3 separate regions of the Sus scrofa genome follow, and all the other regions are linked to region 1. Evidence: chromatin contacts called from public Hi-C and promoter capture Hi-C data. All regions are on one chromosome and are shown on one strand. Each heading gives the region's core, a stretch centred on a gene start, on an enhancer-like site or on the middle of the called end of the contact. The rest is flanking DNA. Distances are from core to core; before and after follow the strand shown. Region 1 holds the start of LOC100153925 (mitotic-spindle organizing protein 2B). Region 2 holds the start of AIFM3 (apoptosis-inducing factor 3). Region 3 holds the start of THAP7 (THAP domain-containing protein 7).

The links. Promoter capture Hi-C pulls out the DNA fragments that hold promoters and counts their contacts. A called contact is a pair of places that touch in the nucleus more often than the background predicts.
Region 2: a contact with region 1 is called in a Hi-C map of embryonic fibroblasts, with 2.7 times the contacts expected there. The contact joins the promoter of AIFM3 here to the promoter of LOC100153925 in region 1. A contact is called at or near these places in 3 of 5 promoter capture datasets (fetal liver, fetal skeletal muscle and liver), 7 of 47 Hi-C or Micro-C datasets (embryonic fibroblasts, epiblast stem cells, fetal liver and 4 more) and 2 of 2 datasets of contacts at active chromatin or transcription factors (alveolar macrophages and skeletal muscle).
Region 3: a contact with region 1 is called in a promoter capture Hi-C map of liver, with 5 times the contacts expected there. The contact joins the promoter of THAP7 here to the promoter of LOC100153925 in region 1. A contact is called at or near these places in 3 of 5 promoter capture datasets (fetal liver, fetal skeletal muscle and liver), 8 of 47 Hi-C or Micro-C datasets (embryonic fibroblasts, epiblast stem cells, heart right ventricle and 2 more) and 2 of 2 datasets of contacts at active chromatin or transcription factors (alveolar macrophages and skeletal muscle).

Annotation. Positions count from the first base shown.
Region 1 is chr14:50,662,370-50,666,320 of Sscrofa11.1, forward strand. LOC100153925 (mitotic-spindle organizing protein 2B) reads right to left here and starts at 2,180. Exons shown (of 3, transcript XM_001929600.2): 1 at 1,691-2,180; 2 at 1,450-1,598. The coding sequence starts at 1,854. It overlaps SMPD4 (sphingomyelin phosphodiesterase 4), which reads left to right and starts at 1,119. Exons shown (of 19, transcript XM_001929589.6): 1 at 1,119-2,394. The coding sequence starts at 2,320.
Region 2 is chr14:50,560,776-50,564,726 of Sscrofa11.1, forward strand. AIFM3 (apoptosis-inducing factor 3) reads left to right here and starts at 1,836. Exons shown (of 20, transcript XM_021074038.1): 1 at 1,836-1,930.
Region 3 is chr14:50,591,815-50,595,765 of Sscrofa11.1, forward strand. THAP7 (THAP domain-containing protein 7) reads right to left here and starts at 1,964. Exons shown (of 4, transcript XM_013983196.2): 1 at 1,747-1,964; 2 at 1,495-1,574; 3 at 1,018-1,173; 4 at 1-282. The coding sequence starts at 1,959. LOC100510930 (tubulin alpha-3 chain) reads right to left here. Exons shown (of 5, transcript XM_003133000.5): 5 at 2,301-2,677. The coding sequence ends at 2,381.

The sequences.
Region 1 (3,951 bases), core at 930-3,429:
AAGCTCCAAGCATACCTGGAACAGCAAGGTGGGTGATATGGGGAGGGGCACCCATGGGATCTCACACCCTCATAGACAGCTGGCTCTGGGCCCCCAGCCTCACCGTGCCTGGAGGGCACCCCCAGCTCAGGAACCAGGGAGAAGAAGGGACCCATGGTCTGACCTCCCAGGCAGCAAGTCCAGGGGGTGACAGTATCTAAGAATGCAGGTGTCCCTCTCACCTCAGGCTTTACTCTCCACAGCGCGAACTGTCCCTTCCCCGACCCTCAGGTGTCCTCCCCTGGGGCCAGGGCACCTCCGCAGAGCACACAAGTCATACCGGTAGTTAGCCTCTGGGAAGAGGGAGGTTGGGCCCATCACTGCTGTCACTAAGCTGCATGGTGGGATGGCCAGCCAGGTCCTGCTCTTGCAGCTCAATGCTGCTCTAGCTTTCTGGGGGCCATGGTAGTTTCCGTGGAAACAGGAGAGAGCACCAACCCCCAGAGATAAACTAATAAACGCAACCTTCAAAAGGAGAGAACAGGCAGCAAGAGAACCGGAGGGAACCGGGGGGCCCTGGAGAGAGAGGCGAGTGCGAGGCAGCTGGGCCGTGGAGCAGAATCGGAGAGGCCGCAGTCTGCCGGGCCGAGGAAAAGGAGGGCCTTGCAGGGGGGGTACAGTTCTTGGCAGAGAGAAAGGAGGCCTCTGGAGGTCGGAGAGAGACACAAAGAGAGCAGACAGTGTACATCAGTGAGGAGGCCTGCACTCCAGCACTCAAGGCCTCTCAGAATGGGGGCACAGTGCCTGGGGCCCTGGCGCTCCCACCCACAGGGCCTGACTGCCCCTCCACCCAATATCAGCCCCTTCTCAGGGTGTTTCTGGCCAAGGTTCTGCTGCCTTTCAGAGGGTTTCTAAAAATTGGGAGCAGAAGTGACAAGCAAGGAGAGTAAGAGCTCCACCACGTCACCCTGGTCACCAGCACTTGCTCATTTCTCAGCCATGACGGTCCAGACTGAGGTCCATCTGCAGCCCCAAGGATGGAAGCTTAGCTGTTGGGACTCCTGGGCAGGACTTGGGCCGGGTAGGGTGCAGACAAGGGGGCGCAGGAAGGTCTCTTCAGTTGAGGCGACAAGTGCCACGAGAACAGGAACCAAAGCCACTTTGTTTCCATGTTCATGGGATGAAGACAGGAATGCAGAGGTGGCAAGACGCCAGTGTACACAAGTCCCAGAGGAGGCCTGGTCTGCTTTGGCCACCCATCCTGCATCTACCTGATCTGGATGTGCATCCTCGAAGGTGGTAGCAAAGTTGAAGCTGGGGACAGGAGCCCAAAGGGCCAGCCCTTGGAGCAGTCCCGGGACAAAAGCAACAGAAAAGCCTGGCTACTCAGGGCTAAGCAAGCCCCGATGTGCCAGGCACTGCCCACCTCCCGCTCCCGCCCTACACCCGCCGCCCAGGCCCAGCTCTGACCTCGGGTCTCAGGCACGCTGGTCGTGGGCAGGGGCACGGCCACGGGGTCTTGGGGCTCGCTCGCCAGCCGCTGCCCAGCGCACATGGACTTCAGCATCTGGAATACGGCGAGGGGCGCCACGTTCAGCTTTAGCAGGTCCACCAGGATCCTAGAGAGAACAGACCCGGCGCGCGGTGAGCCTTCCTCGCCCGGGCCGTCAGTCCCCCGGAACCCCGAAACCCGACTCCGCCGCGCGCTCACTTGAACACTTCGGGGTCCATGGCGCCGCCCGCAGCCTGAGCCAGCTCGAACAGCTCCGTCTCCTCGGCGCTCAGCACCTTCTTCCGCCGCAGCGCCAGCTTCTGTAGGGCCGCTTCCAGCCCTGGTGGCGCCCCCGGCCCGGGCCCCGCGCCTGGCGCCGCCATCTGCTTGCGGCTGGGTCCCCCACCCGGTACAGCCCCGCCGCGCCCCCTACCGGCCCGCCGCGCCCTCCTCTCCCAGCAGCTCCCCTGCCATCCGGCGCTCAGATCCGGGCCCGGGCGGCGCCGGGCGTTGGAAGGAGACCCGCTCTTCGGCGACTGGTCTTCTCTACGCTCTCACGGCGGTGACGGCATCCAGAGTATCTCACGCTGGCATACCGTGGGCGATCAATAAATGCCCGTTGGACCCAGAGTGTACTGTTTCGCGCCGGGTCCGGTAGGAGGCGCGCCTCTAGGCAGTAACGCACAGGCCTTACGTGCACGCGCGCTCTTTTCCTAGGTGGGCGCCCCCTTGCGGTCCCATAAACCCACGGGACTACACTTTGCGCACGCGCCTTTTAAAGAAGCAGCCCAAAGAGAAAGCGGCGCTTTTCCCGTTTGTAAAGGGGAGGTGACGCCACGCGCAGCTTGATGACGACATTTCGGCGCCGGTTCGCCGAATGGCGGCCTCCATCCCTAAAGCGAGCGACCCTGTGGGTCTCTCAGGTGAGTGGCGGGAGTCGCGCGTGGTCTATCCCAATTACCTGGCGGCCACCTAGACCCTCTGCCCGAGCCGTCTCCGTTCCTACGCGAGCCCCGGGCCTCGGGCTGGGCCGGCCGGGAGCCGGGGCCCAGCTGCGCCTTCCCGCGCGCCCCGACCTTGTGGGCGCTCGGTTAACGTTCGCTGAACGAAGTGGAGCGGGGAGAGCCTGCGGCTCAGCGAGCGGTGTGGAGAGAGCAGGGGTGGATCCCGGCTCTATCTTTCCTCCCCGTGTGGACTGGCTTTGCGGAGACTTGGGTTCCTTGTCTGTGACATGAGGGCCCAGATGCTCCCTTGTCATGAGCAGCAGATGGGAGCACGCCTTTCTTCCAGCGCGCGGGCAGAGGGAGGCCCTGGCAAGACTGGCGCTACTGGCGCTGCGGGTCCCAGGAGGAACCCTGAAACCAGGTCGGGATCCTCTCTTGAAGGCAGCGAGGGCGGAGGTGGCGGGGGCGAAGTTCAGGCTTGGTGCACGGCGCAGAGGGACGCAGCAGCGAGAACCGGGGCGGAGAGACGCTCCTCTCTCCCCGAAACACCCTGATTGGGCGCCTAGGACTCATTCCTTCAGCCGCTGCCTCTGCAGACTGTGAGCAAGGAGCTAATTTCACCTTATCATCTCCAAACCTCTGCCCTTTGCAAACAGTTCAGGGTTTTATTCTGCTTTGGTCATTTTGGAATAGTGCACAATGTTCTCTTGACCACTTGGTTCAGGGCTTAAGCATTTTGTCTTCCTTGAAACGGAAACTGATAGCTAGTTTAATTAAGAGTTGAACAGACTCGGTGTTACCGAACTCAGGTTGGGCTGCTCACACTGCTGGAAAGCCAAAAGTGTTGGTAGAAAGGAAGGCTGGCACCCGGGGAGAAGACCAGCTGGTGTCCCAGGACCAATTCTTTAAGATTCTTGACAGGGGGAGTTCCGTCGTGGCGCAGGGGTTAACGAATCCGACTAGGAACCATGAGGTTGCAGGTTCGGTCCCTGCCCTTGCTCAGTGGGTTAATGATCTGGCGTTGCCGTGAGCTGTGGTGTAGGTTGCAGACGCGGCTCGGATCCCGCGTTGCTGTGGCTCTGGCGTAGGCCAGTGGCTGTGGCTCCGATTCGACCCCTAGCCTGGGAACCTCCATATGCCACGGGAGCGGCCCAAAGAAATAGCAAAAAGACAAAAAAAAAAAAAAAAAAAAAAAAAAAAAGCTTCTTGACAGTTGTTAAGAGGAAAAAAGGAGTTCCTGTTGTGGCTTAGTGGGTTAAGAACCCAACGTAGTGTCAGTGACGATGCAAATTTGATTCCCGGCCTCACTCAGTGGGTTAAGGATCCAGCATTGCTTCAGGGTGCGGTGTAGGTTGCAAGTTCAACTCAGGTACCCTGTTGCTGTGGGTGTGGTATAGGCCAACGGCCGCAGCTCCAATTCAGCCCCTAGCCTGGCCTTAAAAAGAGAAGAAAAAAAAGGAGAGAAACATATCAATGAATTATCGATGCAGGAGGTGGTTAGGCTCTGCTAATTTTCCATTGCAAGCATACTGACTG
Region 2 (3,951 bases), core at 586-3,085, 100 kb before region 1:
TCTGGGGCTCCATTTCCCTCTTTGCTACTCCCCCATTGGGTATAGTAGAGATCACCTTGCCAGAATCAGCCTCAGGCTGCCCAAAGCTCAGAGGTACCCTAAGCCTCCCCATGTTGGATTCCCAGGTTCATTCGCACTACCCCTGAGCCTAGGGCCTACCTTCAGTTTCAGCTCTTTGTCTAGAGGATCTCATCATTTCTGCCGCACCAGGGGGCAGCCAGAGTCCGCCCTCAGGGCAGAGGCTGCCACAGAGGGTTCCCCCTTTGTCAGGGCATCTCCCCTGGTCATTGGCCTCTTTACAGACCCCACTCTGACCTGGTCCTCTCAGTGTCATCTCTGGCATCCCAAGCTCGCAGCCCCCACCCCACATCCTGAGTGCCCTTGGTGTCCCCCTGGCTCACCTGTCATGGTGTCTTGGAGGCAGCCTGAGCTAGAGGGCATTGCAGTCACCCCCAGATTCTTGGGGAACCCAGGGAAGAAGGGGTTCACTGACTCACAAAGGTCACAGATTAGGACTGAAACTGCATTGGAGACCCTGCAGCCTTGGCCAGCTGGCCAGCCAGGACCTACATCTCTGCCCTGCCTCTCAGTAGCAGTGTGGCTTTGCAGAGTCTCTAACTTCTCTGAACCTCAGTTTCCACATCTGTGAAATGAAGATGGTACTGAGAACCTTCCTCCTTGGCTGTTGTGAAGATCAGAGGAAGAAGTGCAAGCTAAGCCACAGCCATGGTTATTTATGGGGCACACTGCATTCCTGACTAGGGGGCTGTTGGAGGTGGGTAGGGCTGCAAGGTCAGCACACGTGTGGAGCAGGGACAGGCTCTTTGGAGGCCAAGGCCACCAGGCTCAAGCAACACCATCTGCCCAGTGACAGCAGGACTCCTGTGACCGTGGCAACAATCTTGCTATGGAAACCTAACATGGCCTCAGAGGGATGGATTGAGCAGAGCTGCCTGTCCCTCCAGGCCTCGCCCCACACCCACCTGCAGCGTGTGACCCACGTAGACCCTGTTCCTGCCCCTGGTGTGATTCAGCCTCCCTGAGATTCCCCTTCTGTAAAATGAGGGCAGTTGTACTTGCCCCCTGGGCTGCCACGGAGGCTGGTCAGCCTGGCACAGGGGACTGTTGCTACTGTCCTTGTCGTCCTTACCTAAGGGGAGCAAGGCCCAGAAAGGGGGAGATGGCAAAGCTAACAAAGGAGCAATGATGACAGGACAACAGTTGGTGGCCCCATGTGCTTAGTGCTGGATGAACCACCATGTCCTGGAACACTTGCTTCTTTCATCTCCCACATGGTCACTGAAACCCGGTTTGCTGGAGAGACAAACCCTACCTGAGTTCAGCGCAGAGATCTGGACAGCATAAGGAAACCTGAGGGGCCAGGAGCCAAGCAGCAGGGCTGAGACAGTCTTGGAAGGCTGCTGGAAGAGTTTCTTGGAGGAGGGGACACAACTCCCAATGCACCATTGTAATTTATGAATATAACGTTCTCCTGGTATAATGACAAGTGGGAAAGAGAAAATGTAACCAAATATAAAGTAGAACGTTCTGCGTGTGGACAGAGCAGAGGGGAGGACAGCTGGCCAGGGTGTCTTGGGCCGTCAGGAGCTGTTTGGTTTTTCTTTCTTGGGGAGGTTTCTGCGGGTGATTCAACTTGCCCCACACCGCCCGCAGACGTTCTGAGAATTGGGAAAGAAAGAAAAGGAAAAAGACTGGAGCTCGGCCCAGCATGGCACCCCTTGGGGTCGCGAAGATGCCGGCGACCCAGACCCGTCCGGGCGCCTGCGGCCTTCCCCCGCCCCCGCCCCGCCCAGCGTCCCGCCCGGGCGCCCCATTTGCACCGGTCGCCGGGCCGCAGTGTCGCCGCAGCGCCGGCCCCGCCCCGCCGCGGCCCCAGCGGCTCCGGAGCGGACGCCCGCGCCGAGCGCAGGTGAGCCCGCGGGTCCGCCCGGGCCGGCACCCGCCCCGCCCCGCGCCCCGGGCTGGCCCGTGGGGGACTGGGGGGCGGCCGCCCGGAGGGGAAGGGCGGCCCGGGCGCCCCCTTCCTTCTCCCCTCCCCCGCCGTGCCGCCCGCTCGCCGCGGGGCCCTACTGTGTGCCAGTCGCCTTCCTGGGCTGCCCGGCGGGTCCGGGAACCTGGCCGGAGCGGGAAGATGGCTGGCAAGGGCTTCGGGGAGCAGGGCTACGCGCAAAGGCGGGAGACTTGCCCTGAGCCCCGAGGGGTAGGAGGGAAGGGCCGCAGCCCTCAGGACGCCGGGAGCCACTGAGGGCGGGAGCGGCAGGAAGGAACCCCTCAGGGTGCGCCTGAGAAGGGCCCAGGGATCCCCGGAGAAGAGCAAGTCCGGGGCTGAGAGGGGAGCAGTTTTGCCCCACCGGCACCGCTGGGCCCTGGGACTGGTCCAGGGACAAGACGCCGGCTCCTGGTAGGTAGTTAGCACTGTTATAGCTTTTTGGCTTTGGGTAGTGTGTGGACAAGGGACAGCACTCCAGAAACTTGGGGTACCCTCTCCTGGTGCCCCTGGCCAGGACCTTTGCCTTGAGTAGGGACATCTGGAGGTAGGAGGCTCCATGCCAGCCTGGCACTCAGTAGGCCTGGAGGTTTAGTCCCTCAGTAGGCCCAAGACCCTGGAGGGAAGACACCTGGTCCCCAGGAAAGGGAGGGAGCCGCATGCACAGGCACCTGGTGGCAAATTGAAGTCCCACTTTTTCTGGAATCTGTGGCCCAACAGTGAGGCCTGAGGCCAGGCACGAAGGTGGCAGGCAGGGCAGAGGCAAAGGGACAGCCAGGATCTGGGGAGGGGCACCCTCATGCCAGGGAGGAGCAGGTGGGGCAGGTGGTGGCTCAGTTTTACAGACCTGCCTTGGGGGAAGGAGCATGGGTGCGCCCAGGTGGCCTTCAGTTGACACTGCCTCCTCACCTGTGATGGCCCTCCAGGGCAGGTGACACCAGGGGCCAGGCAATAGACAAGCCTTCTCCAGCCTTTCCTCCCTCTTGGCTCCCTGCTCTCAGACACCCACCCAGGCCCTTGAAGAAATCTGGAGAAGACCAGGTGGGCCTCAGCCTGCCGAGGTCATGTAAACAAGGCAGCTACGCCTTTGTCCTGGGCCTTCCAAAGTCCAGTGTGGAAGCTGCATCTTCCAGAAGGCCCACCCTGTGGCCTTGAGAGGTCCTTGGCTGCGGGGCTTCCTTTGTTGACAGGGTGGCCTCTTCCCCAGCCCCATGGCTTGAGGGAACAAACTAAGATGGGAGGGGTTGGAAGGCCACCTGGATGCCCCTACCTGCTGCTTGACCTTGGCAAGCCCTTGGCCCCTCGGTTTCCTGGGCATGACCTCAACACCAGGGGCATTTGTGAAGAGCAGAGGAGTAGGGTAGAAGCCAGGGCTGTGTGCCAGGCCTCCTTTTCCCCCAAGCCCATCAGGCCCCGGGCTGGCTGCCCACTTCTGTTCACATGGAGCTGGGTTTCCCTGGGGACCAGTGGCAGGGCCCAGCCCCGCCCCCAGCCCCTCCTGGCCACAGCTCACACTGGGAGGAGGGGTGGAGGCTGAGCTGCCTGGTCTCCTGGACCCCTGCCCCCTTGCCCTGCCTTCCAGGGCCGGGCAGCTTGGTCTACCGTGGGGCTGGGAACGAGAAGCAGTGGCTGTCCTTGGAGGAGGTGGGTATCAGGGCTGACAGCCAGGGTGGGGCCAGGGCCAGGGAGAACTAAATGTCACCCCTATGGAGGAGGAACCTACAGGATCCCTAGGATCAAGAAGGCTCTGGTCTGCCAAACTGACCCAGGCTGGACCCCAGGCATGTGGCCTCCCTGGAGAGGGGAGAGTCCTAGAGTGCCTAGACCACAGGCTTTTAGAGGGCAGCAGAGGTGGGCAGATTTCCTGGACCTAAAGGGCAGCTGAGGTTGGAGCAGAGGGGCCCAGGCAAAGGGGGAAGGGAGGGAGGGTGCTGAGCTTAGGG
Region 3 (3,951 bases), core at 714-3,213, 71 kb before region 1:
AACATGTAGGCTGAGGGTGACACAGGCCGAGGCTCCAGAGGGGACGGCTGCCGCTCGGGCTCCCGCTCGGGGGAGGGCTGGGTGCTGCAGCCTGCTTCATCAGCCTGGGCACCCAGGGGCCCCAGGAGGTCTGAGAACGGGCTGCTGAGGCCAGGCTCCAGCCTCCCAGTAGGGGAAGCAGACAGAGCAGCAGGTGCGGAGGCCTCTTCCACAGGAAAGCAGGTGACATCAGCAGGTGGAGGTGGAGAAAACGGAGTCGTGGGCCCTCGGCCCTCAGAGCAGCTACAGGGAGACAGAGCAAGGGACAGGCCAGGCTCAGGGCTCAGTGACCTCATTTCACCAGCCCACCTAACCCCCATCCCTGAACCATAGGCTCAGAGCCCTGTCCAGCAAGGCTCCATCCGAAAGCCCAGTCCCTCAGACGTGAAGTGGGACATCCCCCAGCGCAGCGCTTACCGCTTCCTGCATCGCCGAAGCCGGCTGACATCAGGGGGGCCGGGTGGGTAACTGTGCCCCTTGGTCTTGGCTGTTCGGCGCAACTTGGAGAAAGACTCAAATATTGTGGGGACTGCTCCCTCCTTCAGCCTGTGGTACCCACTGTAGGGGAAAGCAGTCTGAAGTAGAGAAGAGGGCCTGCACCCCAGGCTGACCTGCAGGGTGCGGAGCCTGCAGCCCCCCAGCCCCTGAACAGGATCCTGGGCTAGCACTGGGGCAGGTGGGAGGCACACTGCAAACAGCTAGTTTGGGGGATGCCAAGTTAAGAGGTACCCCATCTCCTCCATGAGAGCCTCCTGAGAATTAAGGTGACTGGAAAGGCCCCACCAGAACTGGGCTGACCCCCTGAAAGGAGCGGCTATGTTTGTGCCTTTGCTGGCGTGCCTGGGCTCCAGGAGCACCCTCTGGCACAGTGATACCCGGGGTGTGTGTGTCTCTAACTGCTTCCGTCCGGAGAGGAAATTGAGATTCTGAGCTGGGAAGAACCAGGGCGGCCTGCCCTGGTGTCAGCAGGAGGCTCACCTGATTCCCACCAGTTCAAAGCAGTTCTCCTCGAAGTGTTTGGAGCAGAAGTAGATGTACTCGGATGCTGGGTCCCACAAGCCCTGGCCGCTGGGGTCCAGCCGCTGGCAGTTGGCCAGCCACAAGCCTCGCCTCGGGTTGTCCTTCTTGGGAAGCCTGTAGGGCAACAAGCCTGTCAGAGCTGGGCCGCCGGCGACACACCGGATGGGAAGGGCCGGCCTGACTCATGCTGCCCCCGGACCCTGTGGGCACACAGACTAGGAAGCTGAGGCCTCAAAACGTAAAGCGACTGGCTCTGCACCAGGGTGCCTCTGACAGCAGCTAGTTCCCTCTCCACCGCAGCTCCGCCCACCATCAGCCTCTAACTCAAGCCTCGCCGGACCCGCCGAAGCGCGTGCGCAGTGAAGGCTCCTCAGGTGGGCAGGACAGACTAATGAACACGTGACCCTTTCGGCGCCAGCGCGCACGCGCGCTGACCTGTGGAAGGAGATGCCGCGGTTGCGCGTCTCTCGCGTGTCCCGCGTGCAGCAGCCGGCGGCGGAGCAGTGACGCGGCATCTGGAGAAGAGGCAGGAACTCGGTTGCGGGCTGCTATCTGGGCCCGGACAAGCCTCGCGCCCCTAGCCGCCACCCTGCTCCAGGCGGCCCCGTCCTGGCGCGTCCACACCGGCCCGATCTCGTCAGAGGCCCTTCCCAACCCACTCTCCCGTCTCCCGTCAGCGGCACTTACGGTCTCGCCATTGCTGCGCCGCCGAAGTCTCGCGAGATGTGGCTCGCGGCGGAAGTCGGTACCATAGAGACCCGGAAGCGCGCGGCGCTCGCTGAGGGGCGGAGCGGGCCCCGGAAGTGGTCGGCCTGCGGGGCGCCGCGCGCAGGACCGAAACGACTCTGACAAGAACGGGCTGGTCGTGCGATGCGGAGCCCTGGCTGGGCGGGCACGCATGCCTCTGATGAGAGGTGCCCCTTGTGGACGGGAGGGAGGCTCTGGGGCAGCTCCTCCAGAGGACGGGGCGAGGAGGGTGAACGCTGTGGTCCCGCGACTGTGACCCGGACCGCTTCCGGTCCCGGAGGAAGGGCGCGAAGGATCCGGAGTGTTTAAACTTAAAACATTTTCCCCGATTTCCCCACTGGCCTTATACTCTTATTCTGGAAGTAATACAGCAACTGAGGTGCCTCATTTTTTCTCTTTGGGAGGAAACATGATTTTTCCCTAGGAATTCGCTCGGAAAAGGCAAGTATCTGGTCGGGGAACTTGGCCGAAGAGCAACACAGGAGCAGACGACACTCAATACAGAAACTTTAATAGGTAAACACATCTGGAACGTTACAGAGCAGGGTGAAGGGGGGCCGCCTCGCCCTCCCGCTCAGTACTCCTCCCCCTCCTCGGCCTCCGCTTCCACCGAGTCCACGCCCACCTCTTCGTAATCTTTCTCCAGAGCCGCCAGGTCCTCCCGGGCCTCCGAGAACTCGCCCTCCTCCATGCCTTCCCCCACGTACCAGTGCACGAAGGCACGCTTGGCGTACATGAGGTCGAACTTGTGGTCCAGGCGGGCCCAGGCCTCGGCGATGGCCGTGGTGTTGCTCAGCATGCACACGGCCCGCTGCACCTTGGCCAGGTCTCCCCCTGGGACCACCGTGGGGGGCTGGTAGTTGATGCCCACCTGCCAGAGAAGGGGAACAGATGGAGACGTTTATACTGTGGCGTGAAAAATGGTACCTTGTTTTTTAAAACAAGGCCCCATGGGAATTGGTACTTTCTTTTTTGGCAGTATCTGACAACATTTAATATTCTTTGACCCAATACTGTCACGTTTTGGATTTACCCACATAAGAGCAAAAGCTACATGTATAGAGATTTTTATGTATTTAGTTTAGGGTACTGTTTGAAATGGCAAAACTGGAAACATGTCCTTCCTGGGGAACAAGTTATCACACATCTCTACAGTAAAACACGGTACCATGATGAAAAGGAATGAAGAACCTGCCCTGGCCTGTAAATATGTCCAAGGTGTATTGTATACTTGGTAGAAAGCAGAGCAAGTTGAATTCTACCTGAGTGTTTATACTTCAAAATACTTACAGAGTAACAACCAAAGCTGGGAGATACCATGCTGGAGGACAAACAACTGGTAGAGTGCGGACAGATGGCTGGCCCTGACCTAAGGAGCAGCTGGCAGCCAGCACCAGCTTGACGCAGCTCTTCTCCAGAGGAACTGGGAGCAGGGGGCATGTACAGGGGGTTCTGATCTGATCAAGGGGTGCCCCCTACCCCCCAGCTCTAAGACCAGGCTGGCCAGCCCTTCCAAACAGGATGGCTGCCACCTTGCTTTTCCCTTTGGCTACCTGTGTGCGATGAGTCAAGTCTGTCACCTACATGAAAAGAGTGTATTTTCTTTGCCTGTGTTGCTGGCCTCTTGCTGTCAAGATCACTACCAAGAAGCATGATGTGAATACGCACAGAGTATCTCTTGAAGGACAAAGCTCTGAAAGGGAAGAGGACTTCAGCTTTTCACCAGCTTTTTGGACCATTTTAATATTTTGCACCATACTTGCCTTTTTATAATGAAATAACTTAAACACAGAAAAGACTCCTTGGAAATAGTATACCCCTGAAAAAATGGTGAAGTCACAGACTAACAAAAAGGACTGGAAGCCATGAGAGTTCAACACAGTCCATCTGGGGCAGAACCATCTTCTAAGATTCAGAAGCTTCTATGGGAGTTTCTGTTGTGGCGCAGCAAAAACAAATCTGACTAGGAATCTTGAAGTTGCGGGTTTGATCCCTGAACTCGCTTCAGTGGGTCAAGGATCCAGCACTGCCATGAGCTGTGGTGTAGGTCACAGACACAGCTCAGATCCCATGTTGCTGTGGCTCTGGCACAGGCCAGCAGCTATAGCTCCGAGTTGACCCCTAGCCTGGAAACCTCCATATGCC